Regions from separate parts of the Rattus norvegicus genome. Here region 1 is linked to region 2. A link is a contact called in public Hi-C data. All regions are on one chromosome and are shown on one strand. Each heading gives the region's core, a stretch centred on a gene start, on an enhancer-like site or on the middle of the called end of the contact. The rest is flanking DNA. Distances are from core to core; before and after follow the strand shown. Region 1 holds the start of Trmt10a (tRNA methyltransferase 10A). Region 2 overlaps C2h4orf54 (similar to human chromosome 4 open reading frame 54).

The links. A called contact is a pair of places that touch in the nucleus more often than the background predicts.
Region 1: a contact with region 2 is called in a Hi-C map of frontal cortex, with 2.8 times the contacts expected there. The contact joins the promoter of Trmt10a here to the enhancer-like site in region 2. A contact is called at or near these places in 3 of 12 Hi-C or Micro-C datasets (the A7r5 cell line, frontal cortex and psoas muscle) and 1 of 1 datasets of contacts at active chromatin or transcription factors (oligodendrocytes).

Annotation. Positions count from the first base shown.
Region 1 is chr2:229,341,555-229,344,368 of GRCr8, forward strand. It overlaps Trmt10a (tRNA methyltransferase 10A), which reads left to right and starts at 1,299. Exons shown (of 8, transcript NM_001044232.1): 1 at 1,299-1,417.
Region 2 is chr2:229,265,629-229,268,719 of GRCr8, forward strand. It overlaps C2h4orf54 (similar to human chromosome 4 open reading frame 54), which reads left to right. Exons shown (of 3, transcript NM_001399866.2): 3 at 2,857-3,091. Among named protein-coding and RNA genes, the nearest start is that of C2h4orf54, 13 kb to the left of the region's middle. Within about 2 kb of position 1,518, at least 12 of the 93 cell types and tissues checked have an H3K27ac peak or open chromatin away from gene starts, as enhancers often do.

The DNA.
Region 1 (2,814 bases), core at 49-2,548, 76 kb after region 2:
CACAATGGTGCATGGGTCAAATGTGCTAAACAAGCATGAGTTTTATAAATCACAAGACTTTACCTTAAACTCTTTATGCTTCAGTCTTTGGCTAAACTGCAGTTTTTACTGTTTTTTTTTTTTTTTCATACTTTGGATTGATTCTGCAACCACGAGAACAAATAACCAAGACAAATTTGGTGACATTATTTAAAGGAGGATTTTCTTATAACTTAAAAACTCCTTTAAATATCCAGGATACTAGGCATCACCTCTGAAATTGTATCATTATTTATAAGACAGATCCCATAGGGGCAACCCAACAGCTGCTGAAAGATTCGGAGCACCACTCTGCCAGCCTGAATTTAATGACCTACATGTGAAGGGCTCCATATCCAATTACTAATCCTCCCTCAGCTACGGAGGCAGCTGAAAAAAGATGCCCTACAAACAGACCATAAATGGGTCCAGATTTTACTGCCAATGTTCCGTTAACAGAAGTCTCTTACATTGAGAGATCCACAAGAGAATCCTGGATCACATTTTTCCAAATAAAAAACGGAGAGTTTAAAAGAGAAAGAGCCTTTCCCCCAACTAAATCCAGAGACGTTTCAGTTTATTTAAGAGCCTGTAACATGTTCAAAGGTCAAGCAAGAAGAAAAAATCTATATTGTGGGTCTCTTTATCTTCAAATTCTACTACTAGTCAATCAGAAAGGCCAAATTAAAACAAAATAAAACAAAAAGACCAACCTACCCAATTGTTTTTCCCACCGCCTCGGTTGACTTGGTCTATATTTAGCAAGATTATATAAGGTCAAGTATTTACAAACGATGAAATATCACTAGTGTTTTGCAAAATAGCATGGGAAAAACATCAAAGAATGGAATGTAAAGTACACGTTTTACTAAGGACATAGGAAACTTTAAAATTCCCAATTTCAATGAATTTTTATTATTTCAGTTTACATTTTCTTCACCTATGAAAGACCATGTGATATTGGTTAACTTTTTCCTACACAAATTAGAATTTGGGCAATACTAGATCCTTTCAACACAGAAAAAACAAGGGCATTTCGTCTGTTTCGCATTTCAATTTCTTTAAGTGGGGCTATCTTCGCCTCGAGACCGGAGCTTACACATGAATAAATGCCTGTAGGTAGAAATACAAACGCTGGACAGGGAAAAACACCTCGTGGTAGCCACTAACCACTCCTGAAAAAACCCAGTTCCTGACCCCGCCCCGTACAGGCCCCTCCCCTTTCTCTAGGTTGGAGTTAGCGCAGTTCGATGACGCAAGTGCCGTAAGCAGACGTGCAACCACCGCCTCTGCCTCTGGGAGTTGAAGTTTCTGAAGGAGGACTAACGCGTGGAGCCGAGAGCATTTCAGAAAGGCTTTCTGACCGCATCCCTGCTTTCCCCATCGTCCCCACGGCTTGGTAAATATGGCACTGCGGCTGTTGCGCCCCTGCTCTTTAGTATTCTTTCGGATGCCAAAGGAGCGTGAACTATCCTATCCTCCGCTGCAATCAGGGCTTCCGGAGTAGAGGGCAAGGGCCTGGGAAGTAGTTGCGGGTTCGCGGAGGAAGTGGCGTCGGGTGGCGCGTTCGCCACCCCCCGCCCTTCGGCCCCTCACGTGACATCTTCCCGCATCGTGATTGGTCAGCTGCGGTTCGTTAGCGGGCGCAGGGCCCGTTCGGGGCGTGCGCGCCCGGCCTGCGTCTGCGCGTGCTCGTGACCCGCTGTCGTGCTGGCTGCTCGGGGTTTCTGTTGTTCGTGGGAATCCTGCCGGAAGTGTGGCAGAAAGGGCAATGTGGAGGCTGAGGGTGGCTTGTCGCAATGCTGCGTTATGCTTAGAGGACAGGCGAGGCGTTTTCCCTGCCTTTCCTCTTTCCTCTCCCCTGGCGGTCGGATGTAGGGAGCCGAGGGGCGGTTGCTGCAGATGCGGCCCAGCCTCGTGGTGAGCTGAGGATGAGTTTAAGATGGAGGTGTTACCGGTTGTCACTGAAATACTTTGTGTTTAAAATGTGGCTATGTGTCCAGAGGTGTAACATTATTCACATTGAAAGAAAGGCTGTCCTGTGATTCCTTCCCAAGCCAGAATTCCGGCCAAAGGGACTTAACAACTGAACAAAGGGCTATTGCTACTGCGATACTGACCAACACGCTAAATAATAAAATGATACAGAAATACACTGGTGCCGGCATGTGTTGATTCTAGTAACTACGGAAAAGAAAGCTTTAAAACTACGAGGGCTGTTTTAGCCAGTTTGATAGCAGCCCTGGTTTGTTTGGTTTGTTTTGTTTTGTTTTTTTTTGTCTTTGGCATTAGGTGACGTATGCTCGCCCCACACCAGATAGTCTTTGTCGGCATTATTCAATTTTGAGTTGTGTAATTCCATCTGATAACCTATATCCAAGAATTAACCATCCACGGTTTAAGATGTGCTAAAGTAAAAGTCTCACACTTACGTTCTATCTTTCTGTAAAATGTTCTTTAATACTTGTTAAACTTGGATTAGTGAATGAAAATGTGCTGCGAGCATCCCTGCTGGTCAGGGAGGAGCCCCAGACTCGCTACCATAGAGATTTATGTCGTGACCCAAACTAAAACCAAGTGCGTTCACAAGTGCCATGTTTTACATAGTTGTATCAAATTCGTACACTGTATTTATTATGTAGTAGACAGTCGGAGCGGAAGCAATCTTGGTAAAGTCTAGCCAAAATAAGACACCCAGCTACTATTTTATCTGCATTCATATATTTTATAAAACGAAACATATTTCATGTGTTGTTCAGTAGTATAGCTTATTTAATTAAAGCTTAGGAAACTCAC
Region 2 (3,091 bases), core at 268-2,767:
GCATGCCTGCATCATTTCGGAAGATCTTTGGTTATTTATTCACTTCCCATATCAGCCCTTCTGCACAAGGCTAACTTTCTCTGAACCTTTTGGCATCTTTATTTCTTGGCCAGTTAGCCTAGTAAGGAATCACGTGACATTTGTGCCCTCCTGGAGGCTAGCAGACCAGAGCTAGGCTGACTGCTCTCATGCTAAGTTTTCCAATCAGGTGGGAAATAAACATTCTAGCCAAGAGAAAATTAAATGGTCTAGCCATTCCACCATCATAAGAAGAGAGAGAGAAAGAATGTGGTGGTGGTGGTGGTGGTGGTGGTGGTGTGTGTGTGTGTGTGTGTGTGTGTGTGTGTGTGTGTGTGTAGAATGAGTGTGTGGTGTGGTGTGTATATGTATGGTGTATCTGTGGTATGTGTGTATGTGTGTGTTGTGGTATTTGTGGTGTGTGTGTGTGTGTGTGTGTGTTATTTGTGTGTGGTGTGTATTTGTTGTGTGTGTGTGGTGGGTGTATGGTGATGGGTGGAAACATTTTGGGTAACGGGAGCTATGCCTCTGACCAGAGCACAGGTACACATGACCTAAAGTCAGGCAGCTGGGACTGAGTGTAATACCATTATTTACTGGTGTAGGCCAGTGTTGTATACACTTTCTTTTATCTGTAGAATGGAAATAATTTTGAGAAAAGTTGTAAAGATGGAATTGTTAACCCCCTTCAAAGATCATATAGAAAGTGCCAGTGTTTCTTGGAAACTTGAACCTGGAAATAAATAAATGCCTGGAATTTCCACAGGTTCTGGACAAACCAGGAAATCAACCCTATTGTTTCAGACATCCAGGGTGGTATCAGGGGCCTGTGCACAAGGTAGCTGAAGTTCCCAATCAGGAAATGGCTCAACAGTTCCCTTGGAGCTGGCTGGGTGCCAGGCAAGCCAGTTGGCTGGGTGCCAGAGTATTCTAGCATCCCCACAGCCTTCCAGCCTGTTATACAACTCTGGGTCCAGCTTGCCAACTGCATGTGGTGATTTTCCTCTCTGTCTGGGCACAAGCCTGGGAGGAAAAAGGGAAGGCTGCCCTGAATCCCTGATGAATGCAGTCAGTGTTCCAGGTCTAAACTCCTGGGAAGGCATCCAGGAAGACCACTCGGTAATACAGTATAGTAAACCCCTCATCTTTACTCTCAGAATTCACTTGAGAAGCCTCTGGTGGTTTTTATTGGCTAATTATTACTGTTCCATCCTTAATAAGAATTAGACCAATACTTTCGAACTTTCAAACAAAATTTCTCTAAAATTAATAGAAACACACACAAAAAATGCCTTATGGATATCCACAAAGCAATATCTAGACTAACGATCCTTGAGTGTGATCCTAGGATATTGAATAAACAAATTTATCTTCATTTCTTAGTTGACTGTCATCTTGAAGGGGAGTTTCTTACTCTCCCCCTGCTCCTCCTCCTGCTCCTCCCCTGTTCTTCCTCCCCTACCCCTCCTATTGGCCCCCTTTCCCTCTGCTCAGAGTCCTTAAAACCTTGCCTTATGACCACACCAAGCCAGAATTCCTGTCAAGTTCCTTCATGTAATCCCGATTATTCTTCTGAGTCACACGATCACTCCTCCTTCACATGTGATAATGTTCAGTTTCCTCTTGTTGTTCTGTGTCTGTTAAGAGAGAAAATCAAGGTTAGCAAACTGTGTATCAGTGAGTTCCTGGGGAATGGTGAGCAGTAGGTACCCATGTGCCATACAATAGTTCCCGGGGACTGCTTAGCTGTGGGCACTACAGCTCCGGGGGACTGCTTAGCTGTGGGCACAGTTCCGGGGGACTGCTTAGCTGTGAGCACTACAGCTCCGGGGGACTGCTTAGCTGTGAGCACTATATATTCCACACATCAACAGTTCCTTTAGCCCGAATATATTTTCTCAATATAAATATGAAACAAGAAGATATTTTTGATGTATATTCACATGAGCTGCCAAAACATTATTATTCTTTTATTCTTAATAAACCTGTGCTCAAACAGGCTTTTTTTCTAGGTCACGGGACTAAAGTATACCTTGCCTTGCTACGGTGGTTGCATATAGTTAGATGTTACTTGAGACTTCTATCTCAAAGTTGTTTCACATGATAGAGACTTCTTCTCATGCACTTGAAGTGCATTTCATTTTTGTCTTCATAATATTGTATCTGAAAACCAACTTCCAGGCATTAAAAAAAATCCTTAAGCAGAGTTCTAGTAGATTATATTAAAGAGTTTAAAAATAGATGAAATGGATAATTTTTTATACTTTTGAATAATATCGGTACTGTCTTAATAGAGGTTTAATTGAGATATATTTTATAGACAGCAAATGTGATTTATATAAAAGAGCATGCTGTGAGAAATTCCATATAACTCATTTAGCGGTCATTCACTTTCCCAGAATCCCTAGTGCAAGGGTTCACTGATCTAATTACTGACATAGTAAGTTTCAAAAGATGCCATTTAATTTAAATACCCGTTCTGTGGGTTAATTTTAGGGACACATACAATACACCGTTTTGTCCTTACAAAGGACATCAGAGAAACTAAACATTTAGCTCTGAAATCATTTTGAACAGCTAATTAAATTTGAGTCAGTTTTCAAAGACGGGTTCCACTTGGGGGCACTTTCTGGAAGTCAGCAATGTCTAATAACTGCAACGGCACAGTTGCTAAGCACATTTAAAACTGCACGTTTCACAGTACGGAGAAATGGGTCAAATAATCAAATGGCAGACGGGGCATGTATTTTTTTTTTTTTACTTTTAAAGGGAATATTCTTTCAGAATTAGTCATCTTTCCTTTGACCATGTTTTCTTTGCATTTTTCCTCTTTTGCAGGAGCAAGACAGAAATGAGAACTGTTCTTTAATCCGAAAGTTTCATTGTAACACTGAATTCATCGGGGGAAAACCCTTCCAGTTGTGTTACAAACTTTTATTTCTTATGAACCACGTGTGTAAGTTTGTATATTTTCCTGAACAACTCCCTAAGGTAGCTTTTGTTATTTCAGTTTTACTAAGATGAATGGTTATGTTTCTCCCCATGAAGTATTTCTTTTTATACTTTAATACGG